Regions from separate parts of the Anas platyrhynchos genome. Here region 1 is linked to region 2. A link is a contact called in public Hi-C data. All regions are on one chromosome and are shown on one strand. Each heading gives the region's core, a stretch centred on a gene start, on an enhancer-like site or on the middle of the called end of the contact. The rest is flanking DNA. Distances are from core to core; before and after follow the strand shown. Region 1 has its middle 7.4 kb from the start of TRNAM-CAU. Region 2 overlaps GRHL2 (grainyhead like transcription factor 2).

Region 1 (3,693 bases), core at 719-3,218, 78 kb after region 2:
GGGCATGTACACACTTGTGTGCGGAAGGGGGAAGGCAAATAAAGCCAGAAAACAACATAATGTCCAAAGACATTCATTATTTTTTCCAGCAATTACGTGAAGTCCACAAGTTTAATTAAAATTATTAATATCAGAGCAGACAAGGGCTTTCTGTTCTTCAAGGGCTCCGTTGGAAGCTGAAGATCTCGGCTGGACCATCACTGTGGAAGGCAGCATACTCCCCTCTTGGTGTTATAGAAATATAATGAATATTACCATATCAGATGGTAATCAGATAGGCTCTTGTCCCTGCTGTGTGGCATTAATGCTCCTAGAGAGGCCCTGGCTCTGTACCATGGCCTTCATGAGAAGTCTGCATGGCAGTGTGGGGGCATGGGACCACCTCAAGAAGCCACCTTTGAACATCCACCAGAGTACATTCCCTAAATTTTGGGCACTGTAATGTCCACAGCCATTACAGCGACTGACAGCCTCAGAATTAGGCTCCTGGCAGGGTCAGCAGGTGGGGTGGGGTGTCCCAACAGGTGATGCAGTGCTCCTGTGCACTGAGCAAGGGCCACAAGGTCCTGAGCTCCAAACCCTCTCCTCTTTCCTGTACTTCTTCACCCTCCTGAAGTTCAAACAGCCTTCGAAGGGAGGAGATGTTTTACTGAGCTGAGTACTACTTTCACCTGAGCAGCCAAAGGAAAAGGCAGAGATAACCATCCCCCTTTTACCTGATAATTTAGTGACTGGAGGACTCGCCCCCAAAATGGGAGACCACCTCTCAATTCCTCCTCCTCAGCGTGATCATAATCCAGGCTTTCCTCCACCCACCCACACATACCCTCAGGCTTTCTCTCTTCCTGCCTTCCTGTCTAAGCCCAGCTCTCCTCTTGACAGCCCCAGTCTTGGTGGTTAGAGAATATAAATGCTAATGAGAACCGTGGGTTTGAACGCCCTCGGGCTGAGCAGAGCGCTGGATCCAGGTGCTTCCCAACGCTACAGGAGAATGCCAACCATCGAGCTCATTTCCAGTGGCAAGAAGATGTGTCACCATTACAAGTCACATTCTCATGGCAGCAGCTGCAGTGCCTGCTGGTGAGCTCAGAGCTAGTCATACGGGTAAAAAGAGGGTGAAACCTGGTGGATTTTAGGGCTTTTTATGCTGGAAGTCTAGACTGTGAGGGAGTTCACATGTGCCTACTTTTTCAGTGCATTCCCTTCATTTCATAGGCAATACAGGTACTTCAGATTTTGGCTGTGCAGAAGAGAAGGTATTTGGGGTTGCTTTCTGGATCTAAGGCAGCTACATTTCATCAAAATCCAGTTTCAAGCACTCTGACTCTCACTGAAAGTTGCTTGTAAAACAGATACCCAAAAGCCTTATGTCACAATAGCAATAAAGTGTCTTGGTTTATTGGAATAGGAATTAGAAATGGAATTAAATGGAATTAAATGGAATTTTAAATGAACCCAAGCTAAACATGGGAAGACAAATATTATAATTCTTCCACTGTGCTTCAAATTGTGTGTTTCATGCCTAGTTTTAAGCCTTGGAGCTTAGCTGTTATCCACTGCCCCAGGACAGTTCAGCAAATCCCTTTTTCTAAAGGTGATTCATATAACAACGCAAATTTAGCCCTGGTATAATTCAGCTGCTTTCAATCCTAAGAGTTTATTTTGCTTGCTGTGTGTTCCCAGACTGGGAAAAGACCGAGGAAACTATATTTAAGAATTCTGTCTATGTGAAGGGAAGGGACAGCACCAGCATCTCTATGTTAAAGCCCAGGCACATCCACAAGCTCTGTGGGATATTTAGTGTACCGCATCCTAAGGAACTGCATCTCTCAGAGAATCTCCCAAGATTAACGCTCAGAGCATACTGTGCAACCTTGGGAAAAGCACTTTCTCTGGCTATATCTGTAGTATAAATGAACCCCTGCCAGGGGATGTTCCAGGGCATTGGAATTCAATCCTTTATAAACTGTTGACATAATCCTTGGCATTGGTTTCACTGAAGCCAACTGGCAGCATTGCTGAGGAGTTAGCACAACCCCAGGCCGTTCCCCATAGACATGTAGACGGCAGCCACTCTGCTTCGGAGGGAAACACATGAACACAGGCTGCTCCATGCCAACTGAGGGCCTGGGCATGTTTTGTTGACTAGTATAAACGCAGCCAATGCACCTAAAATGGGGATAATGCATCATTTCCCATTTTAAAGCGCTTTGTGACTTAAGGATGCAACTACCGCTATAAACCTTGTGGACACATAGCCACAATGACTACAAGACTATTGGAAAGTATGTGTAAGTATTGGTGTCTTTCACATCTCAGAGTACAGAGTAACCAAACAGCTGCCAGAAAACATATCCTACAGGAAGCTCAAGCTCACACCTACAGGTAATGTGTGCCAACAAAAAAACAGAAAAGGGAAAATAGCAATGGGTCCCACAGGGGCAAGATTTCTAATTTCCTGCTCTCTCCAAGTGCATGAGAAAAGATGTTCATGCACTGATGCACTGATGGGCTTGCAGTAGCAGAACATACTTCATTCTCTCTCTCTCTTTTGATGGCGATATAGGAGTAAACTACCTTAAAAAACGGCAGCTCTTAAAAAAAAAAAAAAAAAAAAAAAAAAAAAAAGCAGATGCTTAGATGCTTCATTGCATTCAGTAATTATTAAATTAGATGGATTATTAGCTAGCTAGTAGGCTACATTTTAAAAAGTATTCTTTTGACCAAGTGTTCCTGAAGACTATTATGAACTGTTCAGCTCCAAACCTTTCTTCTGCTCAGAGTATTCCCAATGCTGCAACTGTTCTACAGCTTTTACAGACAACTGTACTTTTCAGAAAAGCAGAAATATTCTGAAATTTTGCTACGTTTGGTTACATCTGTCTCAGATCTTCACAGGACTCCAGACACACCTTCTTCACTTCTCCAGTAGCATTGCTTTTGACTGACAGAGCTTGAATCTACACCCAACTCAGCTTTTTTCATAGCTAAACCACTGCACAGGTTCATAAAACTCATGGCCAGTTGGCACTAGCTCCTTCCTACAGTATATGATACCAGCCGTTCAAAGCAGAATAACTCCTGCTTCACACTATTCAAGGCCTATTTTGTTCTGTTTTTAACCCTGCATCCAGCCACAGGCTTATTTCAGGCCTGAAAATATGATGCCACTTGGTACCATTCACGGGAGATTCAGCACCTGCAGGCTCAAGCTATGAGTCAAGAAAGGCAATTACGGAAAAGTAATTTATGCACAGAGCAAGAAGAGTGAGTGGTAGTACGTTGGAGTAGCGTGATTATCTTATTCAGAGAAGTGCCAGAAAGGTGAGGGTAGCAGCGTGGTTCACTAGAGGCATGAGCAGGAGACAATGTAGGTAGGTAGGTATGCAAGCTAAAAAGAACACACTTTTAAATATCATGGGAAAGAAAAATGTATCTTGTATTTTCACTGAAGAAGGAGAGAAGTGGTTCAAGTCACACTGCCTTCACAAAGCATGAAGATTAAACCACATCACTTGCATTTAATAGTCAAACTGTTGCAAGCAGCAGAAGGGGGTGGTCTGGGGTGGCTGGGCTCGCAGTGCCTGGCTCGCTCCCGTGCTGGGGAAGGCATCCCAAAAGGAGCAGCTCCCACACACCTTCCTCAGGATGGGTTTCAGCAACACGCCATGGCCAGCTGGGCTTAGCGGCATG
Region 2 (3,753 bases), core at 92-2,591:
GGTAGGACAGACCCAGAGACTTCATCCTCCTTCTCTCTGTAGCTGCAGACTTACAGGTAATTAGAATTGCACCGTGCCTTTTAACAATCCAGTTACTCTACCGCTGTCCAAACTGGAGACAAGATGGCAGGCACTGCGTGTACTCAGAACAACGTGTACTTCGGAGCAAGGAAAACAGGATTGATTTATTTTATTTGGGAACAATATTATGGTATTTGGCCAGACAAATGCTTCTGCTTCTTTTTAGCAAGGCTAATCGCACAGAGAAAATCAGAATGTCTCTGAATTCCCAGTTCCTTCATACACGGTGGCTAAAGCATCTCGCAGTACATAAATATAAATAGGCCGGGTGGCAAGTTTCCCTGACAACCTCCTTAAAGAATAAAAATTATATTCCCTTATCATAATGTAGCATCAGAGATCTGCACATGACAAAAAGATAGCAAGGGCAGAGAGAATTGGCACTGAGGAAACAAGATGTGCACTCTAACAGCTGCTTGGAAGACTGTCTACAGGAAAATAAACATGGACAAAAGACTGGAGAATGAATGGGGAGCAAACAAACGCTTACAACCTTCGCAGTCCTTATCTCCATACATTTATGTTACATAAAGCACACGTTGGATCTGAGTCTGTGTTGCTCCCTAGTTTATATGTAATAGGATACTAAAATTCAGTAAGTGCTCAAGTAAATACTAAGATATACGTAGTATGTGCCCCTTGGCTAAATGCTGCTTTATTTCTTCAGAGATTCTCCTTCCACAACGTGTGTGCTGTGTTTCAGCTGAAGGACATAATTTATCAGCAAATGGTTTTCTTAAAAACTAGCCACGTTTACCTGTGAATTAACTAGGTTAATGTATAAACGCGTCTACTGGTCCTAAAGAGGCACCATGGCTGCAGACAGACCATTTGTAAGAACACTAGCAGGAACAGAAACATTTTCTCTTCCACGTTTCAAACTCAGATACATTTCAGCACTTAGGTGGGAGGAATTTACTGTGTAGTTCCCCTAATCCAGATAATTGTAATGAATTAGGCAGTTTTCTCATCAGCTTCTCTTTATGGTTGTCAGATGGGGGCATAACGATGCAATTCATCCTTCTAAAATGTATAAAATGATTTTATGTTTGCTGCTTTTTAAAATGGCCCCGTAATACTTTTTTTTTTTAATTAATCATAAGAAAGAGTTGGGCAAAAATTGTCTTGGCTTCGTTGCCTTTAGCAAACAGGCAGTAAATCCTGTCGTTGTCACTAGAGGGCGGGGAACAGTCTTGGAGGAGAAACAGAGCCAGGGACCCTCCATTAGCAGCACCGCATCAACCGGTGCCAGGAGTTATTTTGTTGTCTTGGAGAAGATGACCACATCCAGCCCCACCACCTACCTCCTGCTGAGTGCATTGTGGGGACGGTTTCTGCACGGCTCCTGTGCAGACAGAAACACAACTGCCATGCTGAGCTGGCAATCGAGCTTTGATTCTCCAATCTTTTATTTACTTATAAAAGCACAGTGAGTAAGTGACGTCAGTACAGATACACCAGCACCAAGTGAGGGCTGAATCAGGCCTCAGCCTCTCCAAGTGCCAATGAACACCGTCAGTGAATTGACCTAGATATTTTTCATTCATTTTCATTCCTTTAATTCATCTTCAGCCCTGCATTAAGTTAAAAAGCTCTGTGTGTGTGCACGCATGTATACGTTTCTATTACACAGATACATACCCCATTATCAATACCCTGGAGCCCTCCAGTTCCCGCTCTCAATATAGTTTTGATATGCAGAACGCTTTAACTACCCCTGTGATCTCTTCTACTTTGAGACAGTTTTGATTAAAAGTCTTAGCATTCATTTCCTGCTTCCTCGTCTGGATGTTTGAAGTACCAATTAAGCCAACAGATGCAATGAACATGTATTATTCAAAATCTCCACCAGTTGTGGCTACAGGTCACCCTTGATGAGTTTGTGTTCTGAATTTCCTTCCTTTTTTTTTCTCTTTTAATAATTCAAATTTTTCTAATTGCTTTTCAAAAACAAGTAGATGAAAATGACTTGTTACTTTGATATTTATGGAGCTTTTAACATCCACCTGTAGCCTCAAATCTCTAAATATTTGACATTCAAAGTTACAATTAAAAGCGTAGCACTTTGACTGCAAGAAGACCTTGGTGCATACATTTCCATTCATTACTTTCAAAGTTTTTGCTCCAGTAATACAACTGACTGATTAGCCCTCAAGATCTTGTTGTCAAGACAGCAACAAGGGAATTAACTGAAAAAGGGGAAGGAGCAACAGCACCGAGACCAGGAACAGTTGAACTCTTGCCCTTTCCATTAAAAAGTTAATGCTACGTCTTGCCTGGGGCATGGCCTTTTGCCTTTCTGTTCCCAACGGTAAGATGGGAAGACTAATTTAGATAAATTTTCAAGTCACTTAAATAGATGCAGGCTCCTGAATCCCTGAACCTTGACTAGAATCCAGGCACCAACCTTCCCCTGGAAGATCTTTCCCAGCAGGGATAAAGTCCATTGGCTGCCAGGTGTTAAACACAAATGAAGCATGGTGATGCTACACATCTAAGAATCATCACAGAGATAACATTTCTGAGCAACTGTTTCTACCTGGTGATCTATACAGCTGCCCATGACATTGTCGGACTTATTAAAGCAGGCTCTATGCTTTGATGATGAAAATTACAGCCCAATCTTACTGATTCCCACAAAGGAGTGAGGAAAACCATTGCAAGTAAGAAAATTATGCAAATTATGCAAAAAAAAAAAAAAGAAGAAGTGAGCAAAAATCAAAAGTTACTGAATCACAAAATGGGAATGCTTAACATATTTTTGCAGTTGCCTTTCAATAAGAAAGCCCCAGCAACACCTAAGTTTTACTGACGCTCCCAAAATAACTGCAATCAAACAGAAAAGAAACCATTAGCTGTATTATTGGGACGTGATTTGTTGTGTTTTGTTTTTTTTCTAGTGTATAGTAAAAGACAGATTAGCAGACTTTTAAGGAAAGGTGCCTTTTGCCATCAGAGACCTCTCCACAAGATTTGTGTGTTACCTGTCCTGGCTGTTAGAGACAGAAGGGATAAACCATCAGACTGGCACTTGCATGAACCTATGGTCAGTACTTTCCAAGCAGAGATCTTTACCTTCATGCATTCTGTGACTATTTTGATGTTCCTGTGCCATGAACTACAACAAGCTGTCCTTACACAGTCCAACTACATTGCTCACAAGCCAAGGAATAAGGGCCAAAGAGGCCGCAAAGCAGTAAAATAATTGGGTGATAACCTGCCAGGTTTATAATACAGCTGGATCAAATTCTACTGTGCAACTTATAGATTATTTCAGGAAAAAGTCATTAGGTCTGAATACAGCAATAATAATAAACTGTCAAACAAGGTGTCTCCTCTGTCCCTGATAATCGTGCTTTCCACTTACCTTATCACAAAAAACCTTGATCTGGCAGTAGGCTCGGTGGATGGGTTTATTGCTGCGGTTGTTGTAGCTGTACGTATCTATCTGGATCATCAAAGGAAGCCCCTTCACTCCTTTTTGCGAGGAGAAGTCCGTGCTCAAGCAATTCACGGTGATGAAAATCTATGTGACAGAGAGATGACTTTACAAATGTGGTGCAAACAACTATTAAACTTCTGGAAACACATGACAACAAATGGGGAAACAGAAGCAGGTATCTCCCCAAAATATTTTAATTCAGCCAGTTATCTCCATTCTGACAACTCACA

Evidence for each region. A called contact is a pair of places that touch in the nucleus more often than the background predicts.
Region 1: a contact with region 2 is called in a Hi-C map of F1 follicle, with 2.2 times the contacts expected there. The contact joins two enhancer-like sites. A contact is called at or near these places in 5 of 8 Hi-C or Micro-C datasets (F1 follicle, liver, skeletal muscle and 1 more).

Annotation. Positions count from the first base shown.
Region 1 is chr2:21,632,638-21,636,330 of IASCAAS_PekinDuck_T2T, forward strand. No RefSeq gene overlaps it. Among named protein-coding and RNA genes, the nearest start is that of TRNAM-CAU, 7.4 kb to the left of the region's middle. Within about 2 kb of position 1,969, at least 1 of the 8 cell types and tissues checked has an H3K27ac peak or open chromatin away from gene starts, as enhancers often do. A contact at or near this core is called in F1 follicle, where this site is marked.
Region 2 is chr2:21,555,265-21,559,017 of IASCAAS_PekinDuck_T2T, forward strand. It overlaps GRHL2 (grainyhead like transcription factor 2), which reads right to left. Exons shown (of 16, transcript XM_027452539.3): 9 at 3,449-3,607. Among named protein-coding and RNA genes, the nearest start is that of GRHL2, 39 kb to the right of the region's middle. Within about 2 kb of position 1,342, at least 1 of the 8 cell types and tissues checked has an H3K27ac peak or open chromatin away from gene starts, as enhancers often do. A contact at or near this core is called in F1 follicle, where this site is marked.